Linked DNA regions of Gossypium hirsutum: region 2 is linked to region 1. Evidence: chromatin contacts called from public Hi-C data. All regions are on one chromosome and are shown on one strand. Each heading gives the region's core, a stretch centred on a gene start, on an enhancer-like site or on the middle of the called end of the contact. The rest is flanking DNA. Distances are from core to core; before and after follow the strand shown.

What was found. Hi-C and Micro-C count contacts between places; a contact is called where the count stands out from the background.
Region 2: a contact with region 1 is called in a Hi-C map of leaf, with 1.7 times the contacts expected there. The contact joins the enhancer-like site here to the promoter of LOC107901701 in region 1. A contact is called at or near these places in 9 of 34 Hi-C or Micro-C datasets (fibers, hypocotyl, leaf and 1 more).

Annotation. Positions count from the first base shown.
Region 1 is chrD06:49,520,895-49,527,185 of Gossypium_hirsutum_v2.1, forward strand. It overlaps LOC107901701 (nucleolin), which reads right to left and starts at 3,752. Exons shown (of 1, transcript XM_016827792.2): 1 at 2,590-3,752. The coding sequence starts at 3,544. The coding sequence ends at 2,831.
Region 2 is chrD06:49,629,624-49,635,914 of Gossypium_hirsutum_v2.1, forward strand. No RefSeq gene overlaps it. Among protein-coding and RNA genes, the nearest start is that of LOC107900370, 29 kb to the right of the region's middle. Within about 2 kb of position 2,343, at least 2 of the 9 cell types and tissues checked have an H3K27ac peak or open chromatin away from gene starts, as enhancers often do. A contact at or near this core is called in leaf, where this site is marked.

The sequences.
Region 1 (6,291 bases), core at 2,502-5,001:
ATAAAAGAGACAAAAAAAAGGAGGCTTGGTTGTGATAACATAATATCCAAAAGAAACTATAGGCCTCCAATCTTCATCTTGAATCAAAGGTAAAGAAAACAACAAAATATAAAATATTGTACATTAAGGGCTCTAATATGTGAGGGATCTAGGCTAGCCACTAACTAAATTCCCTCCATCAACACTTGAGTTGTAAACTCCAAGAAAAACTTCAACTTAGACTAAAAAAAATCTTCAATCAACCAACTATTTGAGTTCTTTTCTAGAGGAGAATCTTGATTGAAGGATTGATAAAAAGGAGGGAGAAGAAGCGAACTTAGCTTCACAATTGAAGCCCATGCTAAGAAAGGAGTGTCAAAAACTCAAGAAAGAGGAGAGAAGCACAGGTGAAGGCTAATCCTATTGGCAAATGAGTTGGATTAGGGGAAATCTCTGGTTATGAGGAGAAACATGTTCTCAGGTTGGGAGAGGTAGAGTGGTGGGTAAGGTGTTTAGGGGGGGTTAGAAAAGAAGAGAGATGGATAAGGAATTTATTCACTAGTGACATCCCAAACAAGAACAGAGGACAGAACGTCTCTCAACTGCTCGCAAGCCTAGAAAAGTTGAATCGTAATACATATATAAATTTCTATTTGAGTTCTCTAATAATCACTTTTTAACAATCAAGATTTTCTCTAGAAGTTGTTTTAGTGATTAAGTTTTAACGGATTTTAAGTAAACTGATCAAATAGACAAATTCAAAGATTATTTTATTATTTTGACCTAGTATATAGTTTTTGTTTGGGCTCAAGATTTGAATTTGGGATGACTTCAAAGTGGTCATCTCATCCATTATTTTCATTCGTTTATAAATTTAGGAGTTTACTTGAAAAACATTTTTTAAAAATTGATTTAATTATTAAGTATAATAATCAATTGCTTTTACCATTTTATTGTTAGATCATTAAATTAATAAATTTGTTATATTCTTTAATCTTTTCTATTAAAGAAAAGGAAAAGCAGTTGTAAGCTCTATATCAAAATGATTGCCATATAGGTGATTTGTAAATAAATTTATAATTAATTGTGGACATATATTTAGTTAAAAAAAAGTTGATTCAATTTATACAAACAAACCACAAATTCAAATAAGTCGAGGTTGAACCCACTTCTAAAAATATGCAAGTGATAAATTAAAATTTCATCAACAATTTAACATCATTATGTTTACCTGTCAAATTAAATAAGCTATCCATGACAAAATTTAAAATTGTTGATGAATATATTTGATTATATATTAATTTAGTTAAAAATTATTTAATTTTGTTGATGAAGGATCGATTTTTCAAGAAAAATTTTTAAAATATCATCTTTAGGAACGTTGACTAAGTCTCTCAACAACGAAATATATTGTTCTCTAAGGGAGATTTTGTCCCCTCTATTGAAAGCCGCGTATGATTCATGGAGGAAAGTACTTTGGTCACGCCGTCAACAAATTAAAATGAACCAATTAAAAAGCATGTAATTTAATTTATAAATTAAAAAATAACAAAAATAAGCCTAACACAAACCTAAACGTGCACATAATTTAACTGGACAAACTTGAATGCAATTTTAAAAATCTTAACATAAACCTAACAATAAATAAACAAATAAATCCAAACAAGAACTATATTTATTCAAACTGAATTTATTTATAACCTAAATATGGACCGGCTAAATCTAAAATCAAATAACGTGCTACCAAATTCTAACTTCCAAGTAAAGCAATAGCCGCTTCTGTTAGTTGAAGAGTTAAACATCACATGAAGTGCATTATTATTATTATTATTATTATTACTATTATTATTATTATTATTATTATGTACAAGAAGCTTACTTCAACATTTAATTTATTTTTAATGCAACACGACAAATATCAACTACTAATAAGAAATTATAAATATATAAATATATATATATAAAATTTACCTTCATTTTCGGACAAAGATATGGGACAAGTATTGGAGATATCTTTTAATCGAAAGTTCCTGTCTTATACATAAGATACAAGTCAACTATCTACTTTGGTTGGCGATAACATCAACAAGCTTAGACTCGTTCCTCCTTTGGGCTACGATTCTGGGGTAGATTCGAATATTTCGTAGCTACATTAAACTCTAATTGAGCATGATCGAATCTACAAAATAAAATAAAAAGTAAAGATCTCTTAACTTTTACTTGATTATATAGTTATTGTAATTTTTCATTAAATTTAAATAATAATAGTTAAATTTATTAAATTAAATTATACTATTTTTAAAATTTTATATTGACAAACATAAATTTACATGTATAATGGTAAAATAATTTATGATTTTAATAAAATGTTAAAAACACTCATTTTAATTAAAAAAATTAAAGATTATTGTTTTAATAAATATTAAAAATTCAAAATTTAAAAAATAAAAAACTAAAAGTGTAAAATTGAAGAATTGATATTAAGTCCACAAAAGTTTACTACATGAACAATAGAAAAATTCAAAAAGTGTAGATAATAAATTGATGGAATTAGAATAGAAAAAAAAATTAAAGTTACAGCTTATGTATAATATAGAGAATAATCACATATTTTCACCTTGAAAACATAACATAATTTGTAAATAAAAATAAAAATCTTCTAACAAACTAAAGACCTGGTATATCATCGGTCGTTGCCGGAAACATATATATATATATTTATTTGTTTGTTTGTTTTCTTTTTACAGTTTAACTAACGCAAAGAAAATTGACGGCAAAAATCATTTAATTCTCACGGAAAAAAAAAAACCCAAAACTTGGAAGTTGGAAGCTATGAATTCAGTTCTTCTTCTCATCTGACTGTAGAGGCAACAGTATGAGCCCACCATCTAAGGCTGTCTTTCATGTCAATCTCATTACCCAAATCAGGAACTCTCCAATTCATCAATGGGTTTGTTTTTCTTCTTTCTGAAACTTTCCAGGCTTCTGAAAGGTAAGGCCTTGAAACTTCATCATCATCATCATCATCATCATCATCTGCTTCTTGGGTATCTTCTTCTTGACTTTCTTTCCTTCTTAATCTTTGCAACCCTGGAATTATCTCAACCAACCTTGAATCCTTATTATCTTCCTCTGAGAAAACAAAGCCAAGATCCATAAACCCTTTTAGCTCTTCAAACTCCAACTCTGACAAGCTCTTACTCCTCCTACCTTTCTTTCTTCTCGTAATTCTCATATTACTACAAGTTTCTTTCAATTCTTCTTCTGCGATTTCTTTGCCTGAGATGGTTTTATGGAGATTTGGTGAGTGGAGAACTGAGTCTGGTGAGAAAGAATCATAAGAACTTACGAAGCTTGTTCTATTTAAGCTCAATTGATCACTCATGGATCTTGAATGGAGAGTACTTTGGGTGCGTTTAAGCTCTGGTTTTGATGAGTTCCCTTCAGTTTTTCGATCTGGGTTGGGCTCAAAACTCGTAGATGTTGATTGAGATGTCTGTTTCTTCAAGATTTCCATCTCAAACCAACATGAATCGAAGAGATTCATTATCTCTTCGATTTCCATTAAAGTCACCTCAAAAGTAAACGAATGAAGATACTCTTCCGGAAATTGTGAGGTTATGGTTTAATTCAGACCTTAAGCCTAATATAGACCCTGTATGTGACCATAATACCCTTAAACATGTATATAAATAAGAAACAATTCAACCAACGAAATGGGTATTATGGTAACAATACATTGAATTTATAAATAATTAAGTATGCTATTAATTTTGTTTTATTTTTATGTTCTGTCCGACTACGAGAGTGGATTACTTTGTTCTCGAAGACAAAGTGATACGGAGCCTGCGGACTTAACGTGGCTTTAAGAAGAAGCGAAGTCACAAAAGCCATGAATTATTGCGTGAGGTGAAACATATTATCGTACATCTTTTAGGGAATTTTATTTTTTCTTGCCCAGATAGGAATTTTTGTTATTTATTTAGAAGTTAAATATATTATAGGAATTTTTGTTATTTATTTAGAAGTTAAATATATTTTAATAATTTATCTTGATTTTATATTTTAATAAAAAAATTATATGCAAAGTGAGGAGTATGAGTCGATTTTAAGAAAAATTAAAAATATAAGTTGAAATTTTGATTATTTAGAAAAATAGACCATTTTTGTTTAGATGTGACAAAAGCATCTCTTAGGAAAAATATTTTTTGAAAAACACTTTTTATAAAAAGCACTTTCTTTTGACACATCAGTTCTCCTAATCAAATGGTCACCTATTACTATTTTTATCTCAAGTTTGATTCCTATCTTAAGTATTATTTTTAATTTTATGTTGTTTCAAGGTTTTTTTTGGTTCATTTTTCATATTTAGTTAATATTTTTAATTAATAAATATGTTATTTTCAAGTTATTTTACTTTTTATTTATTTTTTAATTAATAAATTTTTATTTTTATATATAATAAATATGTAATTATATAATGAAAATATATTTAATATATTTCATTATATTCAAAATATTTTTTATTTATATAAAAAATAATAAAAAATATTTTATATAATGAAACCATATTTTATATATATCATTATAAAATTAAATATATTCTCTTTTGAAGAGTATCAACAAATTTATTTATTTATTTATTTATTTTCTTTTATATAATTTTTATATGTCAAATATTTTTTTCATCTATACTGTGAGTATGGTAAATTCTAATATTATAAAATCAAATAATTATTTCAAATATCATTATTATTTTTATATGTAAAATATTTTAAATACTTATTCCAAATACCATTATTTTTATGTGTGAAATATTTCAATTAATTATTTCAAATATCACTATTATTATATGTGAAATATTTTAAATAATTATTTCACATACACACACAAAAATATATAATACTAAAATTTACCACACTCATAATATAGATTGAAAAATAAATATTTAACATATAAAAAATTTATTTACTAAAAATAATTATATTTGAAATAATTAGTTGATTTTATGATTTTATAATTTTATAATTTACCATACCTACAATGTAGGTGAAAAAACAATTATATTTAAAATATTTTACGTATAAAAATGATAATGATATTTGAAATAATTATTTGATTTTATAATATTAAAAATTGTTTGATACGAGTTTCAAGGCCCAATTTTAGGCCCATGAATGTGATGGGCTTACACTACCTCAAGACAATCAATAAGGTCAAAGGTCAAGCAAATTAAACCAAGATTCGATCAAAGCCAATATGTGAGGATGAATCTTTTCAAGGAAAAGAGGAATGATGCATGCACGGAATGGGTGAAATGTATTAAAGTCAATTCAACCAAGTTGTCAATTTTCAAGCTGAAAAGATTATTCAACTTGTGATAAATTTTTGGATAGGATCAAAGTATTTCTAGATTAAGATGTCTTTATACCGTTCAAAGATCTATCTCTTAGCTTCGAAACACACTTTGAATCACTCAACTTTGAGTTCGGGAACTCAAGTTATGAATGTTTTAGTTGAGACTATGCGAGCAATATTTTTGGACGAGATTATTATATAAGTTACGAGTTTCGAGATCTTAATTTGAGTTTAAATCATATTGGGTTTGAGTTTTAGGCTCAATCTTTATTATATATGAGCTTAATATTGTATTTACCAACTCTTATTATTTTATTATTTTTATTCTAAATTTTTATAATTATTAAGTATTTTAAGTTATTTAGAAGTTTTATGTTAACAAGAAAGTTTAGTTTAAAATTACTTCTTCTTTAGGGTAATTAGAGTTCTAGCATACTTAAGAGTTTTATTTAGATTTATTTAGCTAGTCTATATAAAGGCCTTTACATTGTACACAAAGAAGCATTTGATTATTATTCAATAACTTTTCTTTTGAGTTAATAAATTCTCTTTGAGTTTTTCTTTTCAAGAATTTCTCTTGAGTATTTTTTTAGAAGAGTTTTAACAATCTTTTCAGATTGTGGGGATCATCTTCAAATTTTTTCTTGCCAAGTTTTCTTCCTTGGAGGGGAAACTAGAGCCGCTTGAAGGGAGTTGTGGATTCTTCTTGTTTTTAAGACTTCTTAGGACTTTTATATGCCACGTTCTATCTTTTCTATCTATCTTCTTTATTTTCTTCTTTATTATTTTAATATTTGATTTATTATTCTATTTTATTTATCTTAGTTATTTATTTTAATTGTTTTATCTGACTTGGATTCGACTGTGTTTCAAGATGTGTCAAAATCCAAGTTTCTTTCCGAACGTCTAAAGCTCTAAATCAAATCCATAACTTGGACAAACTTTATGATCTTG
Region 2 (6,291 bases), core at 1,093-3,592, 110 kb after region 1:
TTTAATTAAGTTTAAATTAATTTATCAATATTTATTTATAAGTATTTAATTATATGATTATTTTGTTCATTAATGAAGTGGCATGTTGCGGTTAATTGATTGTGTATCACACATGTATATATATGGGCTAGTATTTGGTACACTAAGAAATTATTTTTTTATTCCACAATTAGTCTTAAAAAATTATTATATATCTCTTCTTCTTTTTTTAATATTTTACTATACCCTTATAGGATACTTATCAACCCCTGACATTACTTATAAAGTCTAAAAACTCCATTGACAGTGTACCAAATATTTTCCATATATATTATATATATATTTAAGTCTCTGGCTGAGTTGTTGTCACGAGTCAATAGAACACCAACTCGGTTAGGGGAATTATTATAATTTCCTTTCGTATTTAAAATAAGTTATATTGTTCGGGGGTACTTTAATATTTTTAATTTAAAAATATAAAAAATGAATATGATGGGATTTGAACTCACACTAATTGTATTAGTAAAATTATAAATTTGCTATCGAATCAAAACTTTATTTTGATTTTTAAATAAATTTTAATTTTATTATGCACACTTTATTACTTCTATCAATTGTATATCTATACTATATACAAAGATTCTTATTGAATTTGTGACACTCATAATAGGATCTTAGCTCAATTATTAAATTACCAAATATTCTTTATTTTAACAAAGTAATAAATATTAGTTTAAAGGTATTTTTTTCTTTTTATATAAAATCTAGAAAGGAATCCATGATTAAGATTAGACTTGAACTCAAAACACCAAACATATGCTATCCAAATTTTGTCAGTTCAGAGTTTTTATATGAAATCTTTATAAATATATTATATGATTATTTTTACTCATATCATAGGTACGTCATAATTTTATTGATAATGTCGTCAATTGAGTTAGTATTACAAGTTAATTCGATATCAACTTAAAAAAAAATGAAAATGTTATAATAAACAATTGAAGTGCATTTAATATTCTTAATATGATGAATTTTCTTATTTAAAGTTATTTTTATTTATAATTTAATTTTTTTAATTTCATTAATATTACATATGTGTTATTATTAATTTTAAAATTTACATTTTATTATCTATTGTATATTATTTATAAACACATTGATATATTTTAAAAACATAATTTTCAAATTTCCATATGGAAAAAGAAGATATAAAACCGGCTTCACAAAGCAACAAAAGTGGTCATAACTCGTAATAAAAAACACAAAGGCGACTGCATATATTTCTTTAGGATATCATCGACACAGATAAATAACGTTGGTTATTAATATCTAGACTCCACCTAAGAATCAACTCTCTTCGCTAAGCCTTTCTCTGTCCATTTCATTATCCTTAGAACATGTCCCAACCGGACATCAAATTTGGACATGTTTGGAGAAATTGGTTCATCCAGTTTATCAGAAATTTGTTTCGAATCTCCCATTAAATAGAAGAGCAGACCTATGTTCAACTAGAAATATCAGTACTTCACTTCCGAATTATACCTGGAGAGGGAAAGCAAAAGAATTTTAGTGTCTGAATCAGAAAATAATTTCGAATTCATGATGGTCTCAAACTCTAGAATTTGGAGAGGCAAAATATCAGGAAAATAAATAATGATTAAGCATTTATATAAGCCATATTAACAAACAAAACAAGGGTTTGCTACAAAGAAAAAAGGAAAGGAAACATTGTCTTCTTTGAATCTCAATAGAGTAATTCATTGAGTTTGTAGTGCAAAAGAATAGCCGGACAAATCTCCTTTGGCAGAGTGCACACTACACTACATCAAAGAATGAGCTTTAAATTTCACCAAAAAAAAAAAGAATGAGCTTTAAAGTGACATTCTGCCAATGGAGAAATTGCCCTGTAATGCAGTTGCACCTTAAGTCATCGCCCTTGGTTGGGTTTGCCACACTGCCTTAATTCTCCCTTATTTATGCTGTCCTGGAAACAAGCATATTCAATGGAACAATGCCTAAATGTTGCTTTTTATTCTTGAATGAATGACATTGACTGCCACCTGATTGTTCATATTTAAGAATTCCAGTGAATAATCGCCAATATAAACCAATATGCTTCCTTGAATGTTTTCATCAGCACCCAACTGTATTTTCACAAATAGAGAGAAAAAAAAGGGAGTTTTGGAGAATACCTTTGGCATGGAAGATCCAAAGAATGTTCTCTATTTTCTATATCTGGTGTGGATGTCCCCATTAGTCAACCAGCCAAATGAACCTAAAACTTCTGATTTATGCAGAAGCTCGAAGCTGCATTTTCTAAAGGCATGTTCTTTTGGGCCAAATGTCAAGCCCGACATATGATTTATATGGATTTATGGCCCATAAATGGTTTGTTCTTTCTTTGTTCTTTTTCAGGCTTGTTAGAGGGGTTACACTGCAATCAAAGGGATAACTTGGATTTACATTCGCTGTTTTTGGAATTTGTAACTTTGCCCTGTGTTATTTATAGGACTGTAGACGCTGTTACGATGCAGAGCTGAAGAGTATTTCAGCTTTCTGATAATTTTACAGAGTTTGAGATTCTTCATTTCCTTGCAAAACAACAGATTGGGTATCCCCATAAGGCTTGTACTACATCCCAGTAATCAATGACAAACTTTAAGAAAGAAAAAATATATATTTACATCATAAATCTGATCTATAGATATATAAAATATATTTGCTAATACTGGTTTTCGACATGAAAATAGTAGAAAGAAAACCTAAACCCAAATGAGACATACATTTACATATTGCCTTTAGCCTCTTGTTTTGGGTAAAACAATTGTTTATTTCCAAAGTAAAACTTAAAGCATAGTGTTTGGCAAGATGCAAGCAAGGAAGATAGTTTGGTCATGTGAGTCCGGATTCACTGGACGGGAAGATAAAAAAGGGAAAAACAGCTTCAACATATAGACAAAATGGGTAGAAAGTAGAGCCTCCTTTCACAAACTGAGAGGGAGATGTCATGCACAAATGGACAAAGGAAACAGATAAAACTGATGGGTTTAAAAACATATCCAAATATCAGAAGATTATTGGGACAGATAGAGAGACCCCCCTTAGAGGTTTCAAAACAGAGCTGGTGTGTCACTAGGGTATACGCCAATAAAAGCTAAATATATGTGTGATTTAAAGGGGGATGGATTTGGGAAGTTGTGGAGCTACTAAAATAAACCTAAACTATACAAATGATCACCCAATTATGTTCACTTTTTTTTTTAAGTTAATTTTAAAAATTTTCATTTTAGGTATTAAATTTTATATTAATTTTTATTTTGGTCATCCGCTATTAAATTGATAACGGAAATAATGATATGACCTTTTTCTAACTGGCATAAAAATACATTTAGTCCTCAATACTTGTATATTCTATCAATTTGATCCTTAAATTTACTAACCGAAGCTTTCAGCTTTTAAAATAGAGGCATCCCATATCTTTAAATTTATAAACCTCCCCCCCCAAAAAAAAACTTCTTCAATTATGCAAATATAACATGTAATGGATAACACATGAAAATATATTGTTGCTTAGAAACTAAACAATTGGATCAACACTAAACATCCAAATCCAAATAACCAAGCTTAAGAAACATAAAATCTAGCAATAGGTACTAATTAATTCAATAAAATCCAGAATAATTAACATCAAAGTTGCAGTTCTGATGTGTGTTCACGTGACTAACTAAAAATACGACGAAGGCAAGTGCACCTATCGATAAATAGTATAGCTATGGTGAGTAGAGATATCGTATCCATAAGAACTAAAAGTATTAGTAATTGCCGTTTTCCTATTATTTAGCCGACAAATTGGAGTGATTGGTTTTAAACTAAAATTACTAAATTAATATAACTAAGTACTCAACAGAAAATAAGTCAAGAAAATAGCTGAATAATAACCTATGAGAGTGACAATACCCATGAAAAGAATCCACCTAGACTTCATATATTATTATGAATCTGAATTAAACGATTTATTCACTTGGTATCTTGATCCGTAGAAATCCCTAAATTATGCTAATATCTCTTTCGAGAGTAAGAGTAATTGATTCTAGGTTGATTGAAATTTCTTTCTCATTAAAACCTTTATCGTCACATTAACTCGATCTATGGATTCCCCTATTAGATTTGACTACAATCCGGTAGATTTATGTCGTCCTATTTCTAGGATTGCATGCAACTCCACTCAATTATGTTAGATCTACTCTTAAACAGGGACTTTTCCTCCTCTGATTTAAGCACATTAAACATGAATTAATATCCCGAAAATATTAAAACAAGAAATAAGCACACATAATTGAGAACAAGAATCAAGTATTTATCGCGTAAAAAATAAATCAAATAATAAAATTCATCATAGGTTTCATCCTCCCTAGGTATCTAAAGAATTAGTTCATAATTTTGAATAAAAACATCTCAAAGTCAGAATAACCACAAGAAATAAAGAAACTCATAAAAACTTGAAAGAAAATTAAAAAGAGGTCTTCAATCTTGATGGAAATTTGCTTCAGAGTTGGCACCAATGGTGTTCTTCGAGTTGTTTTCTTCAATATTCTCTGATGACTACTTTCTCTCTTCTTCTATTTGGTATTTATAGACTTTAGAATGCTCAGAAAGCCTCAAAATTACCTTTTCAGCGTGTTTGGGAAGCAAGTTGCGAAATTGACACGGTCTGGCACATGGCGTATGTCCAGCCCGTGTGGCTCACATGGCTATGTGTCCAACCCGTATGGGAAGGCCCAGCCCATGTGGCTTCTGAAATCTGCTATTTTTGTCTGATTTTCGCTTGTTTTTCACTCATTTGGTTCCCAAATGCTCACCTAAGTATAGAAACATGAATTCAAAGGATTAACAGCATAAAATTCACCAATTATTGCATGATCATTTTATTAGATCAATTATAGACTGATATTTTATATTTAAATCGATGTATAAATAAATTGTATTGTGATAAAACAAAATAAATATATATTTTAATAAAATGTTTATTATTTCAAATTTCACTAATGAGTTTTTGTTAGTATGTTATCTATTATTTTTTAAATTTAATATTTTAGTGAAATAAAATATCATTAGAATTAATTGTTTGAAAATAAGCATCTATCCTCAAATGGATTATTGAACAACTCATTCAAATAAGAAGAATGTCATTCTTTTAAGCATTTTAATAAAGAATTATAATGTAAAATAAATATAAATAAATTATTACATATATTAACTGTTGATGTTTACAATTATTATTTGCTTAATATGAAACAATTAATTGAAAAGACTACAGTGAGCACTACGGTTTGAGACTATGAAAAATAGTGCAAAAAAAAAACTAAAACAAAGAACACAAAAGGATTTGTTTACGTAGTGCTATTTTCTTACATCTGTGGATCCTAGCTCAGTGAGTAATTTCACTATCTTTAATCACCAATACAACAAGTGATTCACACTCCATCACTCTCTAAGTATAAAGGTTTCATGTTTGTATTTAAATATTAGAACACTCACCACCAAATTCTTCCCTTAAGAACTTGGGCAGTAAACACTCAACAATGTTTACAATATAGTTTGCGCTCTCTCACAAAAACAATTCCTCAATGAACGGATTAAAGTGCTCTCAATAAGCTCTCATTAAGCTTTCATACCTAACCTAGACAATGCTCAAAGAATATATTAATTTCAGCTTGCTAACATAGAATCTAAGTTAATACAAAAAACTCCTTGAAAATAGCTATTGCACCATAAACATTAAAAGCATAATCAATTAAAGATATTTTATCCAAATTCAGCACTATAATCTTGATCAAATCTCTATATTTCAAGGGTTAAATTATTAATTTGTATCCAATCCAATCTTCAAAAGCCAAGAATTGGTTTCCATAGATGGATCATAGTATCTTTAATATAACATCACATTAACAGGTCCAAGATTTTCTTCATTAAATTTCCAACTCACATAAGGCAAGTAATTAAACTGCCTTAGTGGCAACCTACAATGGGGACTACCGAGTGCCACTCAGCTTCATTCTTCACATCTTGCATCAACGATCTCCCCCTTTGGCAATTTATTGAACAAAATCACATAATATATGAAGGTAAACATCACAGGAATCAATAACTCCTCTTCGACACAAACATCACTCTACCAAACTCATTTTAGAACATAACATAGTAATTTTAACCATCAATGTTATGCCTAGAATTTGCACTAACAATCAAAATACTAGATTATATCTAAGTAAGAAGCAGTTAGGGTAAAGTCTAACGAAGTAAAAATTCACC